Regions from separate parts of the Mus musculus genome. Here all the other regions are linked to region 2. Evidence: chromatin contacts called from public HiChIP or PLAC-seq and promoter capture Hi-C data. All regions are on one chromosome and are shown on one strand. Each heading gives the region's core, a stretch centred on a gene start, on an enhancer-like site or on the middle of the called end of the contact. The rest is flanking DNA. Distances are from core to core; before and after follow the strand shown. Region 1 holds the start of Tnk2 (tyrosine kinase, non-receptor, 2). Region 2 holds the start of Cep19 (centrosomal protein 19). Region 3 holds the start of Tnk2os (tyrosine kinase, non-receptor 2, opposite strand).

What was found. HiChIP or PLAC-seq counts read pairs in DNA pulled down with a chosen protein or histone mark. Capture Hi-C pulls out chosen DNA fragments and counts their contacts.
Region 1: a promoter capture Hi-C map of pancreatic islet shows a contact between it and region 2. The contact joins the promoter of Tnk2 here to the promoter of Cep19 in region 2. A contact is called at or near these places in 5 of 39 promoter capture datasets (cranial neural crest, erythroid cells, frontonasal cranial neural crest and 2 more), 2 of 484 Hi-C or Micro-C datasets (embryonic stem cells and natural killer cells), 11 of 115 datasets of contacts at active chromatin or transcription factors (acute myeloid leukemia, astrocytes, craniofacial prominence and 8 more) and 4 of 9 other capture datasets (adipose tissue, embryonic stem cells, liver and 1 more).
Region 3: an H3K4me3 HiChIP or PLAC-seq map of forebrain shows a contact between it and region 2, with 5 times the contacts expected there. The contact joins the promoter of Tnk2os here to the promoter of Cep19 in region 2. A contact is called at or near these places in 4 of 39 promoter capture datasets (the 3T3-L1 cell line, cranial neural crest, frontonasal cranial neural crest and 1 more), 2 of 15 datasets of contacts at CTCF or cohesin (embryonic stem cells and large pre-B cells), 13 of 484 Hi-C or Micro-C datasets (B cells, the G1E-ER4 cell line, the HPC-7 cell line and 7 more), 14 of 115 datasets of contacts at active chromatin or transcription factors (T-cell acute lymphoblastic leukemia, astrocytes, cardiomyocytes and 10 more) and 3 of 9 other capture datasets (adipose tissue, embryonic stem cells and liver).

The regions. Positions count from the first base shown.
Region 1 is chr16:32,642,912-32,646,975 of GRCm38.p6, forward strand. It overlaps Tnk2 (tyrosine kinase, non-receptor, 2), which reads left to right and starts at 1,732. Exons shown (of 16, transcript NM_016788.3): 1 at 1,732-2,197.
Region 2 is chr16:32,097,767-32,102,128 of GRCm38.p6, forward strand. Cep19 (centrosomal protein 19) reads left to right here and starts at 2,023. Exons shown (of 4, transcript NM_025892.3): 1 at 2,023-2,345. It overlaps Pigx (phosphatidylinositol glycan anchor biosynthesis, class X), which reads right to left and starts at 1,961. Exons shown (of 6, transcript NM_024464.3): 1 at 1,704-1,961. The coding sequence starts at 1,803.
Region 3 is chr16:32,666,558-32,670,980 of GRCm38.p6, forward strand. It overlaps Tnk2os (tyrosine kinase, non-receptor 2, opposite strand), which reads right to left and starts at 1,640. Exons shown (of 3, transcript NR_033493.1): 1 at 1,398-1,640; 2 at 1-143. It overlaps Tnk2 (tyrosine kinase, non-receptor, 2), which reads left to right. Exons shown (of 16, transcript NM_016788.3): 4 at 1,664-1,885; 5 at 2,830-2,982; 6 at 3,396-3,673; 7 at 4,235-4,361.

The DNA.
Region 1 (4,064 bases), core at 482-2,981, 540 kb after region 2:
ATGACTAAGTGCACAAAACACAAAAGCACTCTTATTAATCAATTAATTGATTAATTAGAGACAGGGTCTCTCTGTGTAGCCCTGGCTGTCCTGGAACTCACTTTGTAGACCAGGCTGGCCTGGACCTCAGAAATCTGCCCGCCTCTGCTTCCCCAGTGCTGGGATTAAAGATGTGTGCCTCCATCTGACAAAAAGGAGCTTTTATAAGTCTGGTGTGGTAAATGAGCAGAAAGAAGTCTTCCTCATCCAGGGCCAGCATCTTTTCCTTTCTTCCTATCTTTCTTTCTTTCTTTCTTTCTTTCTTTCTTTCTTTCTTTCTTTCTTTCTTTCTTTCTTTCTTTCTTTCTTCTTCTTCTTCTTCTTCTTCTTCTTCTTCTTCTTCTTCTTCTTCTTCTTCTTCTTCTTCTTCTTCTCTCTCTCTTCCTTCTTTCTTATTCCCTTCCTTCCTTCCTTTCTTTCTTTCTTTCTTTCTTTCTTTCTTTCTTTCTTTCTTTCTTCCTTCCTTCCTTCCTTCCTTCCTTCCTTCCTTTCCTTTCTCTAGCTAAGCTATGTTACATTTGACCTTGACTGCCTGGGGTGAGCTCCTGTAACTTTTTTTTTTTTTTTTTTTTTTTTTTTTCCGAGACAGGGTTTCTCTGTGTATCCCTGGCTGTGAGACAGGGTTTCTCTGGGTATCCCTGGCTGTCCTGGAACTCACTTTGAAGACCAGGCTGGCCTCGAACTCAGAAATCTGTCTGCTCTACCTCCCAAGTACTGGCTAAATTCAGACTCTTATTCCAGGACTTGTTCTCACTTGAATTTATTAATCGATGAAACCTCCTAATTTTGAACTTCATTTTTTTTTTTTTTGAGTGTGTGTGTGTGTGTGTGTGTGTGTGTGTATGGACCAGGGCCCTTTAAGAAGGCGGAGCGACCCCAGCGGGCCCCACCCCCTAGGGCGGCGCAGGCGCGCGCGGGCTCTGAGAACCCGGCTGGAGGGCCGCCGGCTCGCGGGGCCGCAGCACCTGCGGCGCGGCGCCGGGGTGGCCGAGGTCGAGTGTGGGCGGCGAGGGCGGGACGCCGGGCCCGCTTGGGGCCGAGGCGGAAGCCGCGGGGCGGGGGCGCGCAGGGCAGCACCATCTGGAGGGGCGGGAGCGCGCGGCCTCTGGGGGGCAGGCGCGTGCGCGGCGCGGCGGGCGCGGGGGGTCGGCGGCGGGGGGCGCAGGAGGAGCGCGGCGGGCTGAGCCCCGCGCTGCCGGAGCAGCAGCCGGCGCGCGTCGGGCGGCTCAGCTGGGGCCCGCAGCTTCTTCGCGGGCTGAAGCTCGGCGTGGAGGAGCAGGGCGGGGTGGGTCCGGCCGTGCAGGAGGAGGGCGGCGTGGGGCTGGGGGTGCAGGAGCGGGGCGGCCGCGGTCACGAGCCTAGTCTGGGGGTGGTGTGGGGGCCGCCCGACGCCGCGGACTGGAGGCGCCGGGCGCGCTGGACGGGTTCGGCCGGCGGGCCGGTGGCGCAGGAGGAGGGCCTGGGGCCCCGCAGGCAGCAGCAGGAGAAGGGGGGAGGCGGCCCCGCAGTGCAGGAGCGCGGCGAGGCCCGTGCCGGGGTGCAGGAGCGCGGGGAGGGCAGCCCACGCAGGCTTCTGCGGCAGCCAGAGGAGCTGCCCGAGTTGGCTCACGGCCCCTGCCCGCGCACGGAGGAGCTCGAAAGTTCGGACGAGCGCAGCTGGGAGAGCTGCAGGCATCTGGGCGGGGAGGCGGTGGTCCTTGGAGCATCCCTAGCGAGTGGGGACAGACTCGAGCTGCTGGGGAGAGCCAGGCCTGTAGGGCCCCGAGGGCCTGAAGGAGAGGGGCGCCTGGGGGTGCAGGAAGCAAATTGGCTGCCCGGGGTGCAAGAGGGCCAGGTAGTGTGGGCTGTTCAGGAGACGTATCTGAACGGTAAAGGGTCCTCAGGGGGAGAGGGATTCCAAGAGGGACACAGGACCCGCAGGCGCAGACGGCGAAGGAGGTGGTAATCGGCAAGCTGCCTTCCTTGCTGGCATCAGGGTTGCTCTAGTGCCAAGAGTAATGCAGGAAGATGTAGGGGATTGGGGAGCAGAAGAGCGCTGTGAACCTGACCTTTGGAAGATATTGCTGGAGGGTAGGCACTGGCCTGCAAGATCCTTTCTGCTACCTCAAGTCTGAGCATCCTCGAAGCAGTGTCTGCCTGGGGACAGCTGGAAACTCAGGTACGGATGGCCAATATTGTTATCGGAGTTGATATGATTAGAAGCATCGGAGAATGGGTTCCAAACATCCCTTGTCCTCTCTAGTTGACCAACCTGGGCATCACCCCTCACGAACACACACATACACACACGTACGCACGCACGCGCACACACACACGCAAGCACCCACCACATATAATTGTAAGTAGCAGCTGCTGTAGTGGAGTAGTCACCGCTTTCAAGTCTAGACTGGATGTGGAACCATTTGAGTGGCTGCCTGGTATAGGCAGAGGGAAGAGAAGGCAGGATAGCCCCAGGGACTAAGTCATCCCCTTCACCTATCTGCTGGTGGAGGTAGGTGTGTCTCTGTGCAAGCTGTTGTGCAACCTGCATCACCGGCCTCAAGTCCTCCCGAAAGGGAAAATGGATAGTGTTGCATTAGCCGCTGTGCCTTATCTTGTAGTCCTGTTGATCACGTGAGTGTGGCAGCCAGTAGTGACTTGGGCACGAGCCTGGCCTGCGCCTTGCCACACGGTTTTGTCACGGTTGATTATGCTGTGGGCCCAAAGCCAAGGATGGGTAGAACTGCAGAGAGCAACTGGTGAGGTCTTCATTTCTGAATGGAATGGGAAGGGAGGTTGTACCAGCGGCTGCTACCCATGCCTTGACCTCACTCTAGAAGCTGGCAAATAGAGAAGCCTGTGGTATCCTATTAAGACCTCCTCACCTCCCCGCGACCGTGGCTCCTTCTTGGCGCCGCCTAGAGGTGGAGCCTGCAGGCCAATGGGTAGATTTGATTTCTTGTTGGCATATGAACCCACCTCTTTCCTGGTTCAGGTGGTCTTGGTTGACAGCTTACAGCCTCTGTCTTTATTTCCCTAGCCGTGTCAAAAGTTCTTGCACTTCCAGCCCACCTGTGGGATGGATCCAGAGTTACTGTCTCAGAGCCTTCACCAGGAATATCTCTGCCCTAGCCTACCGTGTGCCTATGAGTCAGATGGACTCCCATACCCGGGTTCTGAACAGACCTGGGTGGAGATAGGGTTCTCCTGTGGGGGCAGAAGAAGGGGTAGTGGTGGCTTGAACTGCTGGAGGAGCCGGTTTGCCGACTCTGGCAAACCCAACCCGTCTTTCAGCTTTATCCCGTGCCAGTCACATTGTCTCTCAAACATTCAGACACCGGAAGTTTAACTGCTGTGTCCACGGTGCCAAGCTCTCCTGGAATGACCAGAGTGGTTCTGGCTCACTGGTTTCAGTGGAGAGAATTCTGCTCTCAGCGCATACATAAAGCATACACCTTCACACTTCCTTTAGGTTGCCTTGCCTGCACTTTAGGATGAACAGGAGAGCAACTGGTCTGCTCTTTGGGACTCCCTGAGCTTGCTGTGCCTAGGAGTTTGTGTAAATGGAAGTCAGTTAGTGACCTTTTAGAGTCTGGCTTCTCTGGAGCAGCATCCCTGTTTCACATCTCCCCCGTGTAGTATCGTGTTGCATGTATCACATTGGTTCATTCCCAGTCATTGTCAGCGGTCTCTTATGTGTGTGTCACTCGGATTTGGTATTACAAGCACAGCTTCTTTGAGTGATTGTGTTTGTTTTTTTGTGGATATTGGCTTTTATTTCTCCCAGGTAAATTCTTAGGGCTAGAATGGATGGATTATATTTTAGATGAGCATTTTAACCTTTAAGGGACTTCTAGACTTATCACATAACCCATATTTACAATTAAATAAACCAGTTAGAAATAAATTTAAGTAAAAATATATCTCTTTTTCAAACAAATAGCTGAGCCGGGCGTGGTGGCGCATGCCTTTAATCCCAGCACTCGGGAGGCAGAGGCAGAGGCAGAGGCAGGTGGATTTCTGAGTTTGAGGCCAGCCTGGTCTAC
Region 2 (4,362 bases), core at 773-3,272:
GGAGGGTATGGGGGACTTTTGGGATAGCATTGGAAATGTAAATGAGGAAAATACCTAATAAAAAATATTTAAAAAATTTAAATGTACGCAGGTTGAGCTCCATAGAGATCTACTTCTGGCAGTACATCAGTGAGGCTGAGAATCTCTGCCACTGGAGTCGGCTTGTCAGCTTTCCATGATGTAATAGCTGTGCCTCTGAAGTAGACCAGGCCTCTCTGTGGCTGTCCCAGGCATTTAATACATGTAGAAGCAGTCAAAAAAGTGCTCCATACACAAAGGATTTTGTTCATGTGATTTTTTTTTTTTTTTTTAATACAGGGTTTCTCTGTGTAGCCCTGGATGTTCTGGAACTCACTCTGTAGACCAGACTGGCCTTGAACTCAGAAATCCGCCTGCCTCTGCCTCCAGAGTGCTGGGATTAAAGGCGTGCGCCACCACTCCCGGCTTGTTCATGTGATCTTAAGACACTATTCTGGCTCACTAAATCATGTCTGATACGTGATACAGCAACACAGCAACTTCTGTATTCTTATGCCCGTGTCTACAAGTCTGGGAAGATTGTACACTGATACTTTGTGAAGATGTTGGGAGAGGCTTTTTTTTTAAAAAAAAAAAGGCAAGAAAATGAGGGGCACATGAAGATTCAGTGAGTTCACTTACACACTTGGAATAAGCAGAAATCTTCATAAAATGATTCACTAAAACTATTATTACTCAGTGACTAAAAGTTCAAGACTGGTGAGATGGCACCACCTTTGGTTCCAGCACTCAGTTTGGTCTACATACCAAGTTCCAAGAAAGACCATTTCTCAAGTATCAAATATTAAGAAACAAACAAACCCTAAAGGTTCAGTAGCCAGGTACCCTGCTCTAAAACACTGGCAAGAAATGTGTGGGAAGAACATTAAAATAAGAGTGTGAATCACTGATAAACCTGTTACTCAGCAACATGAAGCCAGGAGAATAAGCAGTTGGGAGACGCTTGAGGGTCCTACAATATAAAAGCGAGTCAACAGTTGCTGGGGGCAAACTGCAGAGAAAAAGAGATGGGAGGGGGGAAACTAGTGTTAGGACTGAAGAGCTGTCTGGAAGTCGCTTAGTGAGCTCCAGGGTTGCAGTTTTCAGGACTCACCCATTTTATCTTTCTACTGATGCAGCTTCTTTTGAGTTATCCTTGCTTCTAGTAAGTAGCCCCTCACCCATATTTCTAATAGTAGCCCCAATTAAAAAAAAAAAATCATTGGTTTACCAAACTGGACACTGGTACAAAGGTTACCTTTCTGGAGTGAGCAGGTTGTGCGTGTGTGCGTGCGTGCGTGTGTCCCTGGGAAGTATGTCACACAACACATCACCTCACCCCTTCTCCCATACATGCTGTTTGGGCATTCTCACACTTCGCTGGATGCCGAGGGTTCACTGCCTCTCAGGCAGCACAAGGCATCTTCAGGGGAACCATAAGCACCCCAAGATACTTCGTGGCTTGCTGTACTTGTTTCGTACTTGGGTCACAGCGTGGCCAGTCCCGCCTTGGAAAGACAAAGCCCGGCTCTGAAGCCCGGGATGGGACCCCCAGCAAAGATCACAAGGAGGGAAGGGCGCACAGGGCCTTTGTTGCTAACTTCCTCCGGCCTCGGGTACCCCAGGCGCCGCGGGTGCTCCCCACCTCCGCCCCAGCTCCGCACACACTCGCTCAGCCCCCTGACCTTTACCAGCGCTGAAAGGGGCGTCGCTGAAGTCCGCGGCGAGCCTGCCGACCAGCCAGGCTGCCCAAAGGAGCAGCCAGGCCACAGCGCCGGCAGCCAGGACGCCGGAGCCCGACGCCCGAAAGGGGCGCTCGGGGCAAGCTGCGGTCACCGAAGGAATCTGAGCACGCTGAGCGCGCGCTCACCTTTCCCGATGACCCGAACAGAACTCGGCTAACACTTCCACCCTAGGATCTCCCTACAACTCCAGGTTCCGGAGAGGCCAGCCCCCTGGCCCCGCCCCTCGTCATCCCGGCCGGGGCGGGGCGAGAGGCTGCGCAAGCGCAAATTGAGAGCCTTCTGTTGCCTTGGGAACGATCCTCGGGGCGCCTAGGTGGGCCCTTGGACCGGGCGAGCTGCCTTAGGACCGCACTCCCCGCGCTCAGCCCCGCTTCCTGCCCACAACCGGATGCGTGCGGGCTGAGCCCCCTGCCTCTGAGTTCACCCCATGGTTATTCCTGTAGGCTATGGCTATCGCCGTTTCCTGCAGCGTCAGGCTCCACCTCGCCTCAAAGTCGACCTAAGCTCCTCTGTGCAGTGCAGTAGGATGGAAACCACCCCCTCACTGCTGTTCAGATGTGCACTTCCTGTACTTCTTCAAGGGTAAGTAGGGTCGCCTTGCATTGGTGAGGACATGAATCGGGACCTCAGTATTCCCTTCGGTGTTGTGGGGAACAAATCTCTAGTAGGAAAAGTATATCAGGTAAAAATACATTAGGTAAATGTAATGTCATTCCTCCCAGTGCGTTAGCTGACCTAGTGCTGGTGCTGAACGGCAGGCAGGTTATGGGGTCTCGAAAGTGGGAGGATAGTGTAATATAGCACTACAAACATGCTATTAAGAAATATGGACAAAAACAAAAAAAAAAAAAGGCCAGGTAGTGGTGGTGTATGCTTTTAATCTCAGCACCCGGGAAGTAGAGGCGGTCAGATCTCTGAGTTTGAGGCCAGCCTGGTCTACAGAGTGAATCCAGGGCAGCGAGAGCTTCACAGAAAATCCTGACTTGAAACAACAACAACAATAATAATAATAAATTAAAAGGAAAACTCTTTAGTGAAGACCTTACGTTATTATCGACTCTATTCACAAGTGTGGCCCTTTGCTTATGTTTGTAGACCATATAGTGTCTGGAAAGTTTACTGACATCACACTCTAGTGAGGTGAACTGGGAATAGTGTCTGGGCATTGGCTCAGATCAAAGGCAAAGCCCAGCAATGTGAAAGGCAGCACTTTATTATGGTTGACCTCATAGGAGTAAAAATCTCACATCTGTCAGTAGGGTGAGAATACAGACTGTGATCCTATATGATAAATCTACCTAGCAACCATAAAATTTGCATTTAATACAGGAAACCGTATGTATGAGATAAAACTAAACTGTAGTCTATATATGTATTTATATTTATGCATATATGTATGTGACATACATATAGCTAGAAAAAAGAATAGAAGTTAGATGAACATTTCATTTTCTCTTTCTCTCACTTTTATTCCTATTTTTCTTTTTTTTTTAAGATTTATTTATTTATTATATGTAAGTACACTGTAGCTGTCTTCAGACACACCAGAAGAGGGCGTCAGATCTCATTACGGATGGTTGTGAGCCACCATGTGGTTGCTGGGATTTGAACTCAGGACCTTCAGAAGAGCAGTTGGTGCTCTTAATCACTGAGCCATCCCGCCAGCCCTAAGCAATTCTTGTAATTAAGTGTACTTTGCCACTGAGGGTAGAGATGGAAAGAGAGAGCAGAAAGTATTAATCTGAAAATATCTGGTTTTTTTAAAGATTTATTTATTATTATACATAAGTATACTGTATTATTATTATACATAAGTATACTTCAGACACACCAGAAGAGGGCATCAGATCTCATTACGGGTGGTTGTTTGCCACCATGTGGTTGCTGGGATTTGAACTCAGGACCTTTGGAAGAGCAGTCAGTGCTCTTAACCACTGAGCCATCTCACCAGCCCATGTCTGGGTTTCTTATACCTGGAAAAATACTATAGTAGGACAAATGAGCAGAGGTAAAAGCCAAACAAACATTACTGTTTTGAATGTGGAGAGGCTGATTACCTACAAACCCCCCCACCCCCCCTTTTTTTTTTTTTTGAGAAGTAAGGGACCAGAGTTCCCAAACAGCTGTCCTGGAACTCAGGGCAATCTTGCTGTTTTGGCCTTCTGAGTTCTGAGATTACAGGCATAAGGAACGATGCCTTTCAGATCTGCCATTTTCGCTATTGATCCTTATGTTTCGCTATTGATCCTTATGTTGTCAGCTGACTGGGGTCAGTTTGCTCTAGCTGGATAGAAATCATGAGTAGAAGTTCCCAGGCCCTTGAGTGTCCAAGGCCTGGACTAGCACGTTAGATGATGACAGTTCCAGACACTGAGAGGTAGGGACTTAGGCCTCCTGATTTAGACGCTAGTGACGCATGGCTCTGGGTGCTCAGGTCAGATGCTATTAGCATCCATTTGGCAAGCATTTGCCAGATACTGTAATGCCCCTCGTCCAGCAGCTGTGAGTGCCACCAGAAGACAACATCTGCTGGACTACAGTTGTGACACTCCATTCCTACAATGGCTAGTAGTATCGCTTAAGGCCCGGAAGCTTCCTG
Region 3 (4,423 bases), core at 390-2,889, 570 kb after region 2:
AACAGCTGGACTGGGATTGGGCAGTAGAAATTTTCTGGCTGCAGTCTGGCAAAGGGGCTGTCTCTTGAGAGCCTGTGGCCTTTTCTGGGGACACAGTCCTGGTCCATCGCCCAGGTTTTTGCAGAGGATGAATGTGTGGCGACCTATTGACAATAGAGAAAAGCAGTGTGGGAATTTTGGATCTTACCCCAGTTCATAGTAGGTCTCTGGGTGATCAGTGGTCCTTTCTAAAATTGTCATGTCTTTGGTAAACCAGCATTGGCTCCATTACCCAGCTTACCATGTAGGACTGTGCAAAGGGCCTCGTGGCTGCAGTGGCGAAAGTAGATCTTGTAAATTGAACTTATTGGCAAATATTAGGAAAATACTGGGAGGAGGGGACAAAGTCCAAACAGGTCCTCAGATTTGAGCTGCCCTTAGTGTTTGATTTCGGGACAAGGGGCTGAGGGGCATATTTTACATACCAAAGCAGACCTGGCCTCCAGGGTCTCCCAGCATCCCTCAGTCCCTACCTGGCATACTCTGCCCGCCCCACCCCCCACCCCCAACTCAGAACTTTCCAGCCCAGGGGCTGCCCTTCTCCCAGAGGCTCTTCCCTAGTAACCCAGACATTTCCATCTCTCTCTGACTCTTTCTGTCTGTCTGTCTATCTCCTTCTCTCCCTCCCGCCCCTTTCTTCTCTCTGTGCACACCCTCTCTTTCTTTCTCTTTTCCGCCCATACCCCCACTTTCCCCATGACCACTCTAATGTGGCTTGAGTTGGCTCACTTCACCAGCTGGGGAGAAAGAACCTATCACTCAGCACACACGGGTAAGGTTGGCCAGCTCTGAGGGCAACGAGAAGAGTCTGTAGCCTGGCACTAGAGCTTTAGATGCCCAGTGGAGGGGCCAAGTCAGATTGCATGGCCAGGTGAGTTCCTTCATAGCCCCCCTCTTCCTGTCTCTTGACCTTTGGCCCTTCTTTCTCCAAAACAGGCCTTGGAGACCCCTCTAGTCTTCCTTCCTTCTCAGCCCTTGGCTCTAGGCGCCCCTCCAGAAATCCAGCTGTCTTTCCAGGCCCTTCTCCAGCAAAGACTGGCTTCATTTGCACTACATACACACACATAACACATACTCATGGGTCAACCTCAGACTAAAATTATCTTCTCCCCTGGGCAGGATGAAGGGCAGCCGACTCCCCAGGGAGGATAGAGACAGACAGTGCCAAATGGTTAACCCAGAGAAGGGGCCAGGGCTAAAAATGGACAGGGAGGTGTTTGGAGGGCCCCTCGGGCTCCTACCCTCTCTTTGTATGCTAGGGGCAAGAGGCTGTGCCGTTTAGGAGGTTCAGGAAGGGAAGGGTAAGATGGGGAGGAGCTGAAGGCCAGGGCTGCCAGGGCTGGGGCTTGGGGGTGTACCTGGAGGGCTTTGGGCTATCTCTGTCTTCACAGACCGTTTTGGGGTTAACTTCATCCACAAGCAGCATCTTCATCTGTTTTTGACGACTACCCTGAGGCTTCAGCTGTGGGTTCCCCGTTAGGGTGTACGCTAGAAGTGTGTGCCTTTAACAGGCTGCCCCTGGCAGCTTGGCAAAGCCAGGAGCTGTCTGAGGCTTACCAGTAGGGTGGGACTGAGTGCCTCTGGGGCCCTGGGTTCCATCTGGCTTCTGGCTGCTTTCAAACAGGTGTTCAGTGGAAAGCGGTTGGAGGCCGAGTTCCCTTCCCAGCACTCTCAGAGCACCTTCCGGAAGCCCTCCCCCACCCCAGGGAGCCTGCCAGGGGAGGGGACCCTGCAGAGCCTCACCTGCCTCATTGGGGAGAAAGACCTACGCCTGCTGGAGAAGCTGGGGGATGGCTCCTTTGGCGTGGTGCGCAGGGGTGAATGGGACGCCCCCGCAGGGAAGACGGTGAGCTCTGGGGTGGGCACCTCTCCCCTTCTGTCAGGCGACAAGTGACTAGGGACAGTTGTGAAAGTACTCACCTTTTGAGCCATGTTCAGGTTTAACTGAGCACAGTGATTTCTTTTTTTCAAGTCTAAAGATAGTTTGCTTACTATGAAAGATTGGACACGGAAAAATGAAAGGCAAAGGCCTGCAGCTCCCACTGCCCGGCTGAGGCAGGGCTGCAGCGCCCCCTCCTGCCACCCCAACCCCTGCAGGGATTTGTTGTGAGACAGCATCTTGGGTAGACCAGGGTGGCTTTGAACCTGCAGTGACAAAGTATTTTCTGTCCCTTTATCCTTTCCTTCCTTCATGGTCTTGGATCAGCTTTGAAGCAAGTGCTGTGCCACTGAGCTATGTCTCATCACTAAGATAGAAATTAGATTTACATATTTAAGTCATAGCCTTTTTTCTCTTAATTAAAACTCCCTAGTGGATAACCACACACAAACATACACGTATGGGGTGTGGGGGGATACAGATTATTGTAAATATATAGGGCCAGATGCACTTCCCAGACAGTATATTAATATTGCTAGCACCCAGCAGGATTTGTCAAGCCCTGGCCACTCAGCACCCCTTTTTCCAAGGTGGGGGGCATCCATAGATTATGGCATTATAGTTCAACTATATTATTGTTCTGTCTTTATATTGCTCATCTCTTAATTTATTGTCACTGCTAATTTGGGAATTTGCCCAGAAAGAAGAGGCCCACATTTAGTGACCTTTAGAGGTCAGTCAGCTGCCACCCTCTTGCAGTGCAGAGGATGTAGGATATAAACTGATGGCATGCTTGTGCACTCAGATGAACAGGTCTGACGCAAGGGGCTTTACTCTGAGTTGGAAGGTGCAGTTAGCTCAGTGTTGGGAACCATGAAGGTCTAACGCCCTGCTAATCCTGCACTGGGCAGGTGAGTGTGGCCGTCAAGTGCCTGAAGCCTGACGTGCTGAGCCAGCCAGAGGCCATGGACGACTTCATCCGGGAGGTCAATGCCATGCATTCACTAGACCACCGAAACCTCATTCGCTTGTATGGTGTGGTGCTCACACTACCCATGAAGATGGTGAGTGGCTGGGTGGGAGGGAAGGCCAGAGGGCTACCTGCAGTCTGGGCTCCCAGACGCACTCTTCCTCCTGCCTGCTCCAGTTTCCCGCCACAAGTGGCAAAGGGGTTTACCAGGGTACTGCCTAGTGCTGTCATCTCTGGATTTTCTACTGCTCACTGGCAAGATGTGCCCATAGGAATGGCTGGCCCTTGACATGAGTTATCTTTGGAGTTTTTAGCCTGGGCCTCTTTGGAATGCTTTATTCTGGGGTTTAGATTCTTGGGGGTGACTGAAGGGACAGGTCAGAAACGAACATGGAGTTCGTTCATTGGAGCTATGGTCGACCTCCAGAAAGAGACTGGGAACTTTGCCTTTGAGAGAGTGGCATCGATCTACCGGATTTATCCTGTCTGTCTTCTGTGTGGCCTCAGGTGACAGAGCTGGCACCTCTGGGATCTTTGTTGGACCGCCTACGTAAACACCAAGGTCATTTCCTCTTGGGGACGCTGAGTCGCTACGCTGTGCAGGTGGCTGAGGGTATGGCCTACCTGGAGTCCAAGCGCTTCATTCACCGGGATCTGGCTGCTCGAAACCTGCTTTTGGCTACCCGGGACCTGGTCAAGATTGGGGACTTCGGACTGATGCGAGCTCTGCCCCAGAATGATGACCACTATGTCATGCAAGAACACCGCAAGGTGCCCTTTGCCTGGTGAGGGGCAAGTGTTGCTGGCTTGTAGGGCCCAAGCTCCACTCCAGTCTCAGCAGATCCACACCTCCAACTTCTGGGGCCTCTGTTACCTACCACAGGACTGTCTGCCTCGGCCTGTCCTTCTCATTTCTGGGCCTGGGTGCCTTTCTTGAAGACTTACATGTTTGCACATCCACCCAAGGAATTCTCCAGGAATACTGGAAGGCACAAGCAATCTAAAGGGCATGTACTTGGTGGGGGATTAAAAGGCTTCCTGGAGGACTTGCTGTTAAGTTTAAAACATATGGCAAGCAGCCAGGCCAGGATGGTCAGTAGGCTTATCTGTGTAGAGCTGGCGGCAGGCGGGAATAGATTGCACCGTATCTTGTAGGCAGTGACTAACTAGTGACCTCCACGTTGCTGCTTAGCCTGCCTTGGGTCCTTGCTGGGCAGATCCTTTGCTGAGATCGTGGAGTCTCCTAGTGCCAGAGGCAGCTAAAGGGGTGGCAAGGAGAGGTCCCAAAGAAGCCGTCCCTTTGACCTTTGTTTTTTTTTTTTTTTTTTTTTTTTTTTTTTTGCCAGGTGTGCCCCTGAGAGCCTGAAGACACGGACTTTCTCCCATGCCAGTGACACCTGGATGTTTGGGGTCACACTGTGGGAGATGTTCACCTATGGCCAGGAGCCCTGGATTGGCCTCAATGGCAGCCAGGTGAGGCAGGGTAAGGGGTATGGTTCCCATAGGGCAGGTGGGAGTGATCCGTCCCTGGTCCC